2 separate regions of the Arachis hypogaea genome follow, and region 2 is linked to region 1. Evidence: chromatin contacts called from public Hi-C data. All regions are on one chromosome and are shown on one strand. The core of a region is the stretch at or near the end of the contact, and the rest is flanking DNA. Distances in the headings are between cores, read along the strand shown. Region 1 has its middle 26 kb from the start of LOC112799288. Region 2 holds the start of LOC112796316 (transcription factor bHLH148).

The links. Hi-C and Micro-C count contacts between places; a contact is called where the count stands out from the background.
Region 2: a contact with region 1 is called in a Hi-C map of leaf, with 8 times the contacts expected there. The contact joins the promoter of LOC112796316 here to the enhancer-like site in region 1. A contact is called at or near these places in 5 of 8 Hi-C or Micro-C datasets (leaf and an unstated tissue).

What each region holds. Positions count from the first base shown.
Region 1 is chr4:12,753,062-12,757,300 of arahy.Tifrunner.gnm2.J5K5, forward strand. No RefSeq gene overlaps it. Among protein-coding and RNA genes, the nearest start is that of LOC112799288, 26 kb to the right of the region's middle. Within about 2 kb of position 2,545, at least 3 of the 3 cell types and tissues checked have open chromatin away from gene starts, as enhancers often do.
Region 2 is chr4:12,860,138-12,864,376 of arahy.Tifrunner.gnm2.J5K5, forward strand. It overlaps LOC112796316 (transcription factor bHLH148), which reads right to left and starts at 1,775. Exons shown (of 1, transcript XM_025838696.3): 1 at 455-1,775. The coding sequence starts at 1,294. The coding sequence ends at 623.

The DNA.
Region 1 (4,239 bases), core at 1,295-3,794:
GTTTTAATTTCATTTGACTATTAGTTGTGGCTAAACTGTGCCAAAAAAATAAAAAATAAAAAATAAAAATCTTACCGGCAAATGTACTGTCAAATCAATCCGACGGTAAGTTTTGGCGCCATTTCAATTGAAATGGCGCCAAAGTTACCGTTGGATTAATCCCATGGTAATCATCAACTCAGGCTCGAGAATCCATTGAAAACATTGATAGAAAATTCGCCGATAATTAGCGTCAAATGAAAAAAATTTGCTAGTAAGAGATTTCTGGCGCTGTTTATACCGTTAACTACAGGACAACAGTAAATCCGACAGTAACATACTTAGCGGCAGATTCATTTGATTAATCCAATAATAAGTCTGACGGTAATCAACATTTTTTTTGTAGTGGTAGATGATGGTTTGGCATCGATAATGAGGATACAAATCATATACTTTTTCTTAAAAAATATTATATGTCTATTTTTATCAAACAAAATTGTATAAAAAGAATTCTTCTTATTTATTTCTAATGTCTCTTTCTTTGCCTTGTTATCTCTGTATTTCTGTCTCAAGGTGATATGTAAACAAAGTTATAAAAATGCAATAGCAAAATAGTCAAAAAGAAAGAGACAAGATAAAGAGTAAGAATGTGTTTTATAATGGGTGGAAGAAAGTTTTAAATAGTTTGACGAAAAAGATTAAGGTTCTAACATTTTCTATCAATATTAGCCAATATTTTAGATTCGTATTTTTTTTTTTTTTGTATACTATTGTGATTTAGAGTATAAGATTCAGAATTTATAATTTAGTATTTAGGATTTAAAATTAGTCAAATATTAATAAAAAATAATAAATTTTATTAGTTATATAGTATTATTCAATATTATTTTACCTGTTAACTTTTCTATTTAATTTGATGCCTTTATTTCTTCTTTTATAACTACCTTAAAAAAATAAACTAAGAAGATAATTATTTTCTTTTTTTTTTCTTTAAAAAATGAAAAGCAGATAAACATACACAAAAGTAATGTCTTTCTTTTATTTTTAGACATAAAACGTCATGTCCCTTGCGTAGTATTTGGTGGAGAGATAGAGACAGAAAGACTAAGACTGAGAGACAAAGACTAAGAGACAGAGATTGGAATAAATCTCAGTATTCTGTTTGGTGTAAAGTGTGAGACAGAAATTAAAACAATAATGGAATTCTAATTTAATTTGTACAAAGGATAAAATTGGAATTAATTAATTGAAATGAAGGTATTTTAGGTATAAAATGTTATTAAAATATCAGTCTCCATCTCTAAAAATTTTAATCCCCTGTGTTTCTACTTTTTGGAGGTACTAAAATACTGAAATTTTGGGAATAGAGACAAAAATTTTAGTACCGGTCTCTGAACTAACAAACATGATACTAAGTCTCAGTCTCTCATTCTCTATGTCAGTACTTCAAAACAAACGCTACCTTAAGACGTTAATTAGGGGTGGCAACGGGGCGGGTAGGGCGGGTTTTTGCTCTACCTGACCCTGCACCGCCGTACAACAACCCGCATAGAACCTGCACCGCTTTTACCTGCGGATAATAAAATGTTAAACCCTAACCCGCCCCTGCGGGTACCCGCCTCGCCCCTATAATTATTAAAATCCAATAAATAAAATTAAATTTCAAAATTTATATAACCATCATCACATACATAACATAAATTAAAGTAAAAATTTAAATATGATACAATATTATTAATCATTTACTAATTATTTTACATATATTATACATATTATATATTAAAATTATATATATTATATATATATAACGGGACGGGTATTACCTAAACCCGACCCCGCCCCCGCCCCTCCCAAGAACCCGCCCCGCACGGGACAGATTTTTAGCGGGACGGGTTCTTGGGAGGGGTATATATATATATATATAGTGAATGCTATGGTGCCTAAAAGGTAGTGCTTATTTACTAAAAAAGGTTAAAAATAATATTTAATTTAAAAGATATAACAATAAATAATTTTTAAAAAATCAAAATTTACTATAAAAGGTAAGTTAGGCAAAATTTAGACACTAACTCATAGCACCATAAAATTGACCTATACATTTGAGGTGATGAATTAGTATATGTTTTTTTTTTTTTGGTTGGATGTATTAAATAGTCTCTAATCTTAAGTATTACATCACATAATTACACACATCAACTACACACATATTTAAAGATTTTATCTATTATTTAGCCATTACTAAGATTTTTTTTTTTTGTCGGTGGATTGGACAATCCCCAATTCTAGATACCCCAATGGATTGGACAATTCCCAATCCTAGGTATACAACACACCCACACACTCCTCACATATTTTATCATATTTTTTTTCAATTGCATTTTCTAGAGTTTGAATCCTAGACTTTTGAGGTAGGGAGGGAAAGATATGCCATTAGAGACAAGGCTCATTGGCACCATTACCAAGATTTAAACCCGGGTGTGTGATTCATGAAGCAAAGAAGGTGGAGAGGAAAGTGAAAAGGCCATTTATCTAAGGCCCATAGTAGATAGAATAAACTTGCTGGCTTTAATGGGCCTTTTGGGGTCTTCCCAGTTCCCATTGTAATGCTAATCACATTATAATATGCAAACCCACAACTATGACCGCCAATGTTTTTGGATTGGACCTCGTCCAAAAACTAAATAAACAAAATGCATGCGATACAGTGGTCTTTTTGGTTGGTAGATATTAATGATTAGCCTTAATGGTGACACTTCCAACCAAAAATAACAAACCTTAATGGTTAATGCTGACACTCATTAAGGTCTGGCCAAAAAAGCTTGACCAAAACAAAAAAGGTCTGGCCGAAAAAGAAAACTTGTGGTAGTGCGTGGTACATTACATTGTATTCAAAATTAATAAAAAACCATATTTTATTATGTAAGAGTCTAATGGCAGAACATATATTAAAGCGTCACCTTTTTTTTTCCCTTTTTTAAGCAGAGGTCGTATTAGTTATGCATAAATTTAGTGCAACGTATAGGGCAAATAACCTAAAAAAATAAAATGAAAATCAAATTTTCATAAATCTCCTAAAATAAAAAAATGTTACGTAATTGTTTTCAAAAATAAATTCGTGTAAATCGAATTAGGTTAATTCAGTTTAGCTATTTTAATAATAAATCAAATCAACAGAATTTAAACCATTAGGATTTTAACTAAATCAAATGAGTTTGAATCGATTTAATATGGTTTGAAGTATATTCATGATAAATTAAATCTATGGACTTTGAATTACATTCATAATTTTTTTTTCATAGTAATTTAAATTGGATAGATTGAAATTCGGCATTAGTAAATCGAAATAGGCTGTTTCGATTTACTTGGAACTATGGATATTGGTAAATCGAAGTAGGGTGCTTCGATTTATTCAGTGTATATCTATATATAAAGCATTTGAAGTCACATGCTTCGAATTATATTTCACCTCCTTTTAGAAAAAAATTTTACCCAAAAACACCCTGAGATTCTGACTGCAGAATGGAAGATGACCCGAATAGTATCTATTGGTTAGATGCGCCGCCCATATTGCTGGTTCTATCCATGAAGAGGGTAGTTTCCAAAATTAAATATCTTTACAAAATAAATAGTAATTTTTTATGTTAAGTCGTTTAGAATTTCATTATGTACATTGTTGATATTTTTAAACTACAGATGGTAGTTTTGCAAGTGATTTAATATTTGTTAGAATTTTAATAGTACAAATATAAGATGAAATAGTGTTAAACGATGCTTAGTTAGAGTAGTAATTAATTAGATTAAAGGTTTTTTGGGAGTTTAGGATTTATTAATGTAGGTTTTGAATGTTAGCAGAAATTTAGCAAGAATTTAAATTAGCTTAATTTTTTAAATTTAATTTAATTCCTAAAGATCAGGTTAACGAGCAGTAATTTAATTTATTTTTATTTTAGTTAAAATTAATTTAGTTTGAGTTTAGAAAATTTTTTGGTGAATTTAATTTATTTTAGTTTATTTAAAGTTAATGTAATTTAACACTTAAATGTTAGTGTTTAAATTAATATAATTTAATTTAGTTTGTTTTTATAGTTTATGTATTGAATATTAGATTAATTATGTACTGTTACAATTTAATTTAATTTGGTTTAATAGACATTTAGTCACCTTCCTCACGACGTAGACAATGAAGGTGAAATAAAATGCAGACGACGGTGAAATAAAACTTGCAAATTCTCGTCATTGTCTATCACAAACGAGTCATAT
Region 2 (4,239 bases), core at 525-3,024, 110 kb after region 1:
TTAAGGACAAAATTCATAAGCATGCATTTAAGTTAGTAGATACTAATCCTTTGCTTAATCCTTCATCACATTAAACGATAATATAATACACCTTAGTGGATTTTAATTTGTGTTTGACTAAATCAATGGGATGCAAGCGATTGAAAACCAAAACAAGATTTTACGGGGACAAATTAACAAGATCAAAATAATAACAAGATATATCGATAACCAAGATTCAACACATAATCACCTCAATAAATTTAAAAAAAAATGATATATTATTATTGCAGAAAAGCTTGTATATATGTATACCTATGTAATTAACCAAAAGTAATAATTATCATGCACCTTGTTTAGTAATAATTGTTTTTTTTTAAATATAAAATTATTTAATTGTTGTTAACTCACCTCATGTCACCCATTTAACATTCTTATAAACATGTTTAATTTCAAGCCAAGTAGTATTATACTATTATCAGATTAATCATTTACTTCATTTTTTTTAAAGAAAAAAAAGACATATACATACATACATACATGTTATTAACACACACGCACACGACACGACACAGAAACCAATAATTTTTTAAATAAAAAAATTACAAACTGAAAAGGGGAGGGTGTGATGATCATGAGAATCTCAGGTGGGAGGAGCATGACCGGAGGAAGAAGAAGAAGAAGAAGAAGAAGAAGAAGAAGGAGAAGAAGAAGAATTCGCTAACAACAAGTTAGCGAGAGCAGTCATGGCGCGAACCTGCATCTCAAGAGCAGGTATATAATCAATGGCTTCTTCTAGAATCACCGGAAGAGGTTCCTTCCTGCAACCAGGAACCAACCTTCCCAACAACCTCACTTTCTTCTGAACCGCCGGAACTGTCTTTACCTTCAATCGAACCACGTTCAACCGGGTTCTTGTTCTTCTCGACCTGACCACCGGTCCCACTCTTTTCTTCTTCTTCTTTATCTTGTTCTTCATGAAGCTCAGCTTGAGCCGGTTCGTGAGTATGGCGCGGCTCCACCGGCTTCTACCTCTTGCGGCGCTGGCAAGAACTCTGTCGGCGGTTTCGCGGATGGATTTACCGCCGCCCGAGAGGGTGGATCCGGCGAGGGCTTGCCGGAGTTTGGTGGAGTAGAGGTTTTGTTGTGTTTGGGATTTCCATTTGTTGACTTGGCGGTTGTTCTTCTGTTTGTGGTTCTTGGAATGAGGCTTTTTCTTCTTGTTGTGGTTGTGCACGTGCGAGTCACGTGATGGGGTAGAGGTGAGTGCTGTTGGAATCAGAGATGATGAACCCATCTCTGAATTGAGTTTCATGGTTTGTGTTTGTGAGAGAGAGGAAGTTAAAGCTTCTATGTTTTTGAGATTTCTATTTAAAGGAAAAGGGAAAATTGGGGAAATTTATTTAATTTATATTGGATTGGAAAAAGGACGAAAGAAAACGGAAAAAAAGAAGAAGGTGGTGGAGAGAAGAACGGAACGGGAACGGGGTTGAAGAAGCTAAGGATGGAGGGGGTGGGTGAGGTGTCCCTTCAATGGAGGTTGAAGGGGAGAGACTAATGGTGGGGGACACTTATATAATAGGGACTCACAACACCCCCTTTCCCTTTCATATTCTTGTTAATAATTTAGATTAATTAAAACTAAGATTTAAATGTTTAAAGCTTAATCACACTTGACCAACTATAATTGGATTTAGTGAAACAAGTTCATCTATTTATTATACACTAAGGTGTAAATAGCTCGGATGATAAACTATGGGTTGACTTGACTTGTTTGATAAAAAAAATTTGTATATTTAAAGAATTATTTTTCATTTGTATATCTATTTTATTATTAATATTAGATTAACAGTAGATTTTACTCATATATATAATCTAAATGTAAGGATAGTAAAGTGGGTCAGCTTGCTTTTGCCCCGCCAAAGTTCTTTATAAAATAGGACGGATTGGCTCATTCTGCTAAAGTGATATAGGTTAAACTTGTTATTTCGCTTCGTTAAAAGGCAGAATAACAAGTTAGTAGGCCAGCTCGCCTTCTCTTTTTTTTTTTAAATAATTTATATTAAATATAACATAGTCCAACATTCAAAATCAAAATAGTAATTCAGAAGACTAGCAAAATAAACAATGAACTAGAATAAAATAAAAAGAATTAAGAATCACAAAAAATTAAGGACAAATTAGCACCTATAATGAAATTAAATGTTCCACAACAGAACTAATTTGATAACATTTTAACAATAAAAAAAAGCTTCAACCGGATGAATCTGGAAGAACTGCTTGACTGAGAGGTTGGTCGATTGGAGAAGCGCTGTCACGGCTGGGTCGTGATTGATGGCTGAACTGAGACATAGAGGTTGCTGAGCTGAGACATAGAGATTGCTGGTGCACGTTAACTGCGGAAGAGAGACAACTGAACAGAGGGGGAGGTTGGCCGCTGAGCGTCCTAAACAGAGGGGATCGTTGTAACAGCCCAAACCACCCGCTAGCACGATATTGTCCGCTTTTGCACGTAAGGCTTCACGGTTTTGCCTTTGAAAATAGGGATGATAGCCGAAACCCCCCCACACTCACTCGTCAAAACGCATCATGCTAGGGAGAGGTATTCACGCCCTTATAAGGCATGCTTCGTTCCCCTCCCCAACCGATGTGGGACCTTACAATCCACCCCCCTAAGGAAGCCCAGCGCCCTCGCTGGTACATCGATCCAGGCTCTGTCTCTGATACCATCTGTAACAGTCTAGACCACTCGTTAGAACGATATTTTCCACTTTGGCACATAAGGCCTCACGGTTTTGTCCTCCATTCTAGGAGCCGAGGGGCCTAGGCCTTCGCCCAGACTACCGGGCCCAACTCTCAACTTGGAGTGGGTAGGCCAACAGTTTGCTCTTTGCAAGCCCAACCTAGCAAGCCGAAGCACCTGTTCCATCACCTTAGTTGCCCCCATTTGGGTCACAGGCTGGCGTTTGAGATCCTGAAGAGAATTGGGCCAGTGGCTTATTGAATTTCCTTACCACCGTATCTTTCAAATTTACACGATGTGTTTCATGTGTCATAGCTTCGGAAGTATACTCCTGACGCAAGTCATGTTTTAAAACCGGAACCAATCCAAATAAGAGAAGATCTAACACTTCCAGTAACTCTGGTGAGAATTGATGACATCAGTGTTAAACGGTTACGCGAAAAGGAAGTATCATTGGTAAAAATAGCTTGAAGTCGAGCTGGTATCGAGGAACATACCTGAGAACTCGAATCAGATATGCGAAAGAACTACCCACATCTCTTTTCAGGTAACTGAATTTGAATTTTGAGGGCAAAATTCTTTATTAGGTGGATAGGATATAAACCCTGGTTAAATTAGTATATAATTAGTCAATAAATTAGTTTTTAATAAGGAAGATTAGAAATACGAATATTATATCAAATTAGGGTAGAGCTCATTGAAACGAGAATTTTGACACTAATTTCGAAGAAAATGCCTCATGCTAGGGAGAGGTATCCACACCCTTATAAGGCATGCTTCGTTTCCCTCCCCAACCGAATGTGGGACCTTACAATCCACCCCCCTAAGGGAGCCCAGCGCCCTCGCTATCACATCGATTCAGACTCCGACTCTGATACCATCTGTAATAGTCCAGACCACCCGCTAGCACGATATTGTCCGCTTTGGCACATAAGGCCTCACGGTTTTGCCTTTGATGATAGGGATGATAGCCGAAACCCCCCACACTCACTCGTCAAAACACGTCATGTTAGGGAGAGGTATCCACAGCCTTATAAGGCATGCTTCGTCTCCCTCCCCAATCGATGTGGGACCTTACAATCGTCGCCGCTGGTGCTTGCTAGACTAAGAGAGAGAGCATTCGGCCTTTGGCCTTCGCGGCTGTGACTTGTGAGGGAGAGAGAGAGGAGAGGTCGTGACAGAGAGAAACGCAAGGACGCTGGTGAGCTACGAGACAGAGAGCCGAATCATCATTGTCGCAGTGATTCAGGTATTTTCTGGGCTCCGGGCGACTTCGATCCGCGAGAGAGAGAGAGAGAGAGAGAGAGAGAGAGAGAGAGAGAGAGAGTTTCGTGAAGGGGAGAGATAGAGGGAAGGTCGCCGAGTGTGCCACCGGTTCTTTAAGCTGTTGCGGCTCAACGGTGCTGCGTTGCTACCTATGAGAGAGAGAGAGAGAGAGAGAGAGAGAGAGAGAGAGAGAGAGAGAGAGAGAGAGAGAGAGAGAGAGAGAGGGTTGACGACTCGCCGTTGTAAAAGAC